Regions from separate parts of the Zea mays genome. Here region 1 is linked to region 2. A link is a contact called in public Hi-C data. All regions are on one chromosome and are shown on one strand. The core of a region is the stretch at or near the end of the contact, and the rest is flanking DNA. Distances in the headings are between cores, read along the strand shown.

Evidence for each region. A called contact is a pair of places that touch in the nucleus more often than the background predicts.
Region 1: a contact with region 2 is called in a Hi-C map of leaf, with 6 times the contacts expected there. The contact joins the promoter of LOC103646221 here to the promoter of LOC103646219 in region 2. A contact is called at or near these places in 8 of 25 Hi-C or Micro-C datasets (bundle sheath, ear, endosperm and 2 more).

What each region holds. Positions count from the first base shown.
Region 1 is chr2:30,134,256-30,137,788 of Zm-B73-REFERENCE-NAM-5.0, forward strand. LOC103646221 (protein PHOSPHATE STARVATION RESPONSE 2) reads left to right here and starts at 1,426. Exons shown (of 8, transcript XM_008670950.4): 1 at 1,426-1,576; 2 at 1,854-2,245; 3 at 2,425-2,668; 4 at 2,769-2,845; 5 at 2,946-2,982; 6 at 3,152-3,206. The coding sequence starts at 1,877. TRNAI-AAU (transfer RNA isoleucine (anticodon AAU)) reads right to left here and starts at 527; the gene lies at 454-527. It overlaps LOC100382755 (Tetratricopeptide repeat (TPR)-like superfamily protein), which reads left to right. Exons shown (of 3, transcript NM_001175470.1): 3 at 1-44.
Region 2 is chr2:29,895,532-29,898,838 of Zm-B73-REFERENCE-NAM-5.0, forward strand. LOC103646219 reads right to left here and starts at 1,444. Exons shown (of 1, transcript XM_008670947.2): 1 at 793-1,444. The coding sequence starts at 1,347. The coding sequence ends at 976. It overlaps LOC100383140, which reads right to left. Exons shown (of 15, transcript NM_001175806.1): 14 at 2,949-3,030; 15 at 2,270-2,632. The coding sequence ends at 2,580.

The sequences.
Region 1 (3,533 bases), core at 176-2,675, 240 kb after region 2:
TGAAATATAAACTGAATAATAAGAATAAAAGAACTCATGCGGATATATACAAGGTGGAGTGGTGCGGTGTAAAAGTGTGTTTTCTCCCTGAAGAACAAGCCAATTATTCTAATTATCTATGTCAATTGTCAAATTATATGTTCTTTCGGTGGCTACATTAGTACATATTCTAATCACGATGAGACCACTCCCAAAAGGAGTGTCTTTTTGAAGAGAGACATGTTTCACAACACTACTTCCCTTAATAGATGTTAGGTTACAGGCCATCGTTGCTATCTTTACCAACTAAAGCGAAAATACCTTCTTTAGACGAGGGCAGGAACCTTTTTTTAGGGCAAAGAATTAGCTCAGGCTATAATTTATAATGAAACAAAAAAAATGGAGAGAAAAGTCTGTTTAGTTGAGCTGAGGATCAATTTTTTTAAACGATTGAAGATCATTATAAAAAAAAACTGGCCCATGCAGGTCTCGAACCTGCGACCTTCGCGTTATTAGCACGACGCTCTAACCAACTGAGCTAATAGGCCATTTTGCTATATGTCTATACATTTTGCATAACAAGTAAAATATAAGAAACTGAGGTGTGCTTGTTTTCTGACAGCCCCTCATCATCTACATCCAGAGTCGCCACACGTACACACCGAGGCTTCAAATACATCCATTGCTTCCGCTTCATTCACGCAGCACAGCAGTCCATCCTCTCCATCTAGGACACCTTGGCGTACTGTCTCTCCGCGACAGGTACCACCCCTCGTACGTGGTCCCGCGCCAGCGCGTACAGGATCGTCCACTTCAGCAGATTGGCCGCATGAGAGAGTCAGAGGAGCTCGACATCGAGATCGCAAAGCCAGCAGGCAGCCTGGTGGAGGAGATGGACGTTGGTCGGTCAGTTTGCTCACCGGCCGTAGAGATCGAAGGCTTCGCGGAACGCGTCGGGTCATCGACCATAGCTCCCAGTAGGTGAGCCTGTCCGGGGAAGTGCGGGCGTACTTGCTGAACATTGTTCGCTGGCATGGCGGCATGAACCTGAACGAACCAGAGGACGAGTTGAACATTTGGACTGTAGATTGCACTAGGACAGAGACAGCATCAGCATCAGCACTGGAATGCGTGCGCCGGTTCTCTCACGTCAGATGGTAATGGTATCTATCCCCCAGATCCCCTGAGATACCCCTCCCTTGCTTCCCTCCACTTTCTTTGTCGAGATCTCTGTCTCTCTTCTTTGACCTGCTCACCTGCAGGCTACGGGTTCGGTGTTTTTTTTAATCCAATCCATGCCCTCTAGTAGTCTTGTTTCTCCGCGTCGTCGCCCGCTAATAATCCATTGCTGTCGTATCGTACGTCGCTCTCGCCTCATCGGTGTCCCGATCCGGTTCGTGTTTGTTTGCGTTTTGTTTTAGGCGAAACCAAAGAGGGCGCCGACGTAGAAAATGTGCAGCCACTGCTCCACCTCTCCGTGTGTTCGTTCTTTCCTCCCTATTTGCGTCCGTTCGCGCCTCCAGCCTCCCCTGAATCGGTGAGTCCAAGGAAGTAGTTGCGGGTCCCCTCGACCAATTCGTTTGCTGGCAGTGCAAAGGTGAGGTTCTCTCAGGTCAAGTGAAGTTTCTGCTGGGTTTCTGCAATCTTTTGTCGATGAGACGATGATCCTTTTATGACTGTCCGTTTCCTTCTTTCTTTTGTGTCCATGCGATCTAAGGACTCGTGGTTTCTCTCTCTCTCTCTTTTTCCCCTCAATCCTATCCCGTTCTCCTTATATGAGCTCTGCTAGCTTGCTGTGTTCATTCTTTACAGCATGGTAGTCATAGCCTTCTGATCTTGCTGTGCTGAACATGTGAATTGCTTTTGCGTTGCAGGTCCTTGTATACCGTCTCATGATATGAATCTGCAGTCTTTGCCTGTTGCTACTGGAGCTCCTTATCCAGCATCTATGGCACCATCTTCCAGCGCTTTCTCCACGGTTACTACGCATGGATGCTTTCCTTATTCGACACCATCCACCGCGCATCCTTCCCTTTCTGGAATCCTGCCCTGCAACAACAACATGATATCCTATTCTGTACTACCAGAAGAACCTTCAGGTGGTATTTTCTCTGGACAGTCTCCTGAAGGCTGTGCAGACCCTGGTGACATTGATTACCGTGTTGAGAGTCAGCAAATTCCTGGTCCTGGCAGAACCGTCGACGAATCCGACAATAGAGATGAATGGTTTGTCCCCACTGATATAACTTGGAACTGGCACCAAATGGTAATTTAGCTCAAAATAAGCACTAGTGCTATACGGTTTTTTTTTCTTGATCATGTTGCATTAGACATGGGATTTGCATCGTTATATGAGGCAGCAGACCATATATTTCTAGAACCTTTCCATGCTATGTTCATCTGAGATGCCTTATGTTAGAGTCGATGTATTTCTTTTTTGCACAGGCTGAATCCGCACCCGTTCCCTCGTATCCGAATTCTAAGTCATGGCAACATGATGAGCAGCACATGGTACATGAATCAGTCTCGGTTCCTTCTGAAGAACCTCAGCAACTGTGTCCAACCGTTTCTCCTCTGGCAACCACAAATAATGCGCATTGCCCCAAAAGGGCCAAGGCACGCATGCGGTGGACTATGGAGATGCATGATCGCTTCGTAGATGCTGTCAATCTGCTTGGTGGCTGTGAAAGTAGAATTTCGGCACTGTATCACTATCACCGTATAAAGTACTGTTGGCTTTCTATTGTAAGTACTATTACCCCTTATTATTATTTTTTGAACAAATGCAGGTGCTAAACCTAAAGCAATTCTTGATATAATGAATGTTGAAGGTCTGACTCGCGATCAGGTCAAAAGCCACTTTCAGGTATACTTTCCATTTTTTTTAAAAAAATTCCAGTGTATTTTTTGGTGGCACAGATATTTCGGTTTTACGGTTTGCTAATTGAATGTAACACTCCAAACAGAAGTACAAACTTCAAGTAAAGCAGCACCCTTCTGAAGGTTAGCAATGGTGGCTGAAAGTTGAAACCGTCACTTCCACTTGTTTGAATATCGTTGTTTCCCCCTCATTATTATTATTGTTTTTTTTTGTGTGTATGGTGCAAAATTATTTCGTTTGCAAAGAAATGCGTTTCTCGTATTCAATTTTTTGATTGCATTACAGTTCCAGGTACATCAGTGGAGATGACCATGCGTAGCGAAGCAATACCTTCAGACGTACAGAAGTGAGTCTTTAATGGTCCCATTTCCATGTGCAAACCTGTTTTAGCTTTACTGTTTCTTGTGCAACTAGGTTCGTAACAACGAGAAAAAACAAAGCTTTTGCAAACTATCATTTGGTAAGCAACTATGCTTCTCCTCTTATCAATGGAATGGCTGAACTCCACTGAGTGTTTTTCAGCAGCTGCATACTTTAGTTTCTTTAGTATGCATAAACTTTTCACTGCTATATTAAAGCATCAATTTTTTTGGTTTTACAGTGCCACCATCGTCACTTTTACAAAAAGTCCCTTATATTTCTTTGTAATCAACCTGGCGTCCATCTAACTCGG
Region 2 (3,307 bases), core at 194-2,693:
TTTGGCAACAATATTTTAGCAACCTGTAGGAGTTGCTCTAAGCGAGCCCCGCATTCCTGATCTCAACTGCAGCAACAAAGAAAAAAAATGATGAACACACAAAAGTACATTAAACTCGGTGGCGGAGTCGGGCCAAAATCGAAGCCTCAGCACCGCCATTGCCTGTATGAGAGACTTTCAGAGACGACGAGACGACGGCATGGCGGCCTGGAGGCGGCGGCTTTCAAAGACGACGGCGGCGTGGTGGCTTCCGCCATGGCAGCATGCGAGACACTATTGCATTGTACATTTGTACTATGTCCCAGTGCGACCTCGAGCGGATCAGCCTTTCGCACACGCCCTTTACAGTTTATAGGCTTCTTTAGCTCGTCATTTTTTTCGAGCAGATCAGCATTTCAGAGGAGATGGAGACTTTAGCTCGTCATTTTTTTTTACTGAAAACCGAATTTAAACAACTTCCCATGTAAACTGCAATACAGGTAGACATGGAAGGGATGAACTTCTAGCCTCTCAACAACCCCTCACCTTGCCAAAAAAAACAAAGAAAAAAGGAGGAAAAACTATTGATCGGGTAGCAGACTTCCAAACAGTTGAGTTCAGCAACGGCGTGTTAACTTATCCATTTCGGTCTTGGTCGGTTGCATTTGGATCGAAGGGGATTGAGGTCTTGTTCGTTTGTACCGAATTGATAGGTCGGAACGATTCTTAACCGGATTGTTTCTCTAATTTATATAAACTTTGATTAGCTGGAACGATTTCAGGTGCAATCCGACGTAAACGAATAAGCCCTGAGAGAGATTAAAACCCCTTTTATTCATTTTTGACTAGGAAGGGATTTAATCCCCTTCAATTCACTCGTAACCGAACGAGCCCTTCCTCGGTACTGCAGCTCAGTCCCCTTCTAGCTGAGCACGGCGGCGTCGAGGAGGGTGTCGCCACGGGCGGCTTCAACCGCTTCCTCCGCCGCATTGAACACTATAGCTTATTAGCTTCCACGGCGGCTTTCAGTGCTTCCGAGGCGGCTTCACCCGCTTCCTCCGCCGCATTGAACACCATAGCTTCCACGGCGGCTTCCTCCGCCTCCGTCTCCTGCATGAAGGTTTCCGCGAGTTCGAAGAAGAAGTTGTCCTCCGATGCTTGGGTATCCGCCGCGTCCGTGTCCTGGAGGACGTATTCCGCCGCTCTGCGTGCGACGGCTTCCGGTGCGTCCAGGGCAGCCTCATCGTCCTCCGTGTCCTGGAGGACGAATTCTGCCATTCGGCGTGACAAGGCTTCCAGCGCGTCCAACATATCCTCATCGGCGTCCGCCGCCTCCGTGTGTCGGGGTCGGAGGACGGATTCTGCCATTTTTCGCGTGCGACGGTGTTGGAGAAAGATGCAGGATCGACTGAGTTCAACAAGCCGGCGAGGGCTTGAAGATGAACAGGAACGTTCAGTTCAGATGAAAAAAGAGGGAAACAGGAGGAGGAAATCCTGGGTATATATACACCCAGTGCTTTCTCCATCTAATCTAAACAAACACGATGTTTTCTCCATCTAATATATCCATCTAGGAAACAAACCCGCTTCCTAAACTTTCTCTCTGGATAAATAACAGACTCTTCACAACTAGATATAACAGACGGCTCCCGGCGCGTCCAAGGCCTCATCGGCGTGGGCCGCCGCCAAAATTATGGGCTGTTTTCACGCCCGAGCCATGTCTCCCGTCGAGATGGAGAGTTGGGAGACGGAGGCGCTTGAGGACTGAGAACAGATCGAGGCACGCAACGCTAGCGCTCAGGGATTGATCGATCGACGTGCATGCGTAGGATCCGTAACCCCTTGAAGGCTAAACAATTGATCCAAATACTTTCAAATACATCTAAAGAGGAATAGGCCTAGTATATCCGATGTTCCGATTTTCCTTTGATGTTTCAAACCTGAGATCTCGTGATTTAATGGGACAGCTATTACCATTGTACAGGCTTGCCCTTTAGATTAGGTATAGAAATAACATATTTTGGAAGTAAAAATTGATAAAATTTAAATTATCGTTCACTCAAAATTTTATGAAAATTGCTGCATTGTTAATAATTTTAATCTGTTATCACAATACTTTATAGAAATATTGATAGGATTCATGTCCATGCATTATAGCAGAAAAATATCTAGGCCAAACCCATGATAGCCAGCAAGATCATAATCTCCATCACTCCTAAAATTGGCCTTAAGGCAATGGGCCAGGTCCAAGTCCAAAGATAGGCCAGGTCAGTCGATTCCCATCCCTAATAAAATTAATTTGTACCTTAAATCTGATAGGCGTACATATTACAGATCCAATGAGGTTATACGTGAGCTATCTGCTTAATTTCTTTTCTCATCCAGAGCCAGTGCTCGTGCATTCTAAGTTTATTTTCTTCAGCCGCAAAACAAAATCAAACTACCACCTCCAATCTGTTAAAGGCAAGCGCTAACTTAGCGCACGCATTGTATTACAGCAAAACATTGATGAATGCATTCCTTTCCTTTCTGAAAGGATTGACGCGAGCTTAAAGAGCTTCCGTAAACCCCTTGAAGGCCCCTAGCTATCTCATGTGTCATCAAGCCATCTCTTTAGCTTTTCTCTTATCCTTTCGCTTCTGCTCTTGTGTACCTGAAAAAACACAACAAAAGATTTTAGGACACCGGGGACTGTTGTTTATACAGGTTTTGGCCATTTTCTCAGTATAGCTGCAGGCACAAAGCAAGTTGACATCTATTGCTTCCAAATAACATGAGATGCAACCATACAGGTAAAGCAAACAAAATGGTTTTGACATCAATATAAATATGGTAACAAGTTCAGCTCTATTCAGGGTAGGTGCCCATTTCTTGTTTTTTAATGGAATTCAGCAGCTGGGCATCCTCGATCAAAGATGAGGCCAGACTGCAAGTGAAGCAAAAGAAAGAGAAGGAACAAAGAATTGTACGTTTCTTTTCTTCATGCTTCTTCCGCCTCCAGTTCTCAGCGACTCTTCGCTTTTCCCTTTCTTTGTCTATGTTCACACAGACCTGAAAAGTGCAAAGAAATATATAGCACATAAGAACAGGACACTAAGAGATGTGAAAAGAGCAACTAATCAAAGAAACACATCCACAAAAATTCAAACTAAGTTTTTAACCGCAAAGAACAAAAAATGTCTATAGATAACTGTTAGAATAGGAACCCATACCCTAATCAGGGGTTGGGAGTGGTATTAAATAGGGAGAGTAACTGGGCCAAGGCCCATTACACAGGGGTATAACGGTCATTACACAGGGAATAGCACAAACCCTAGACGGGTAGTCT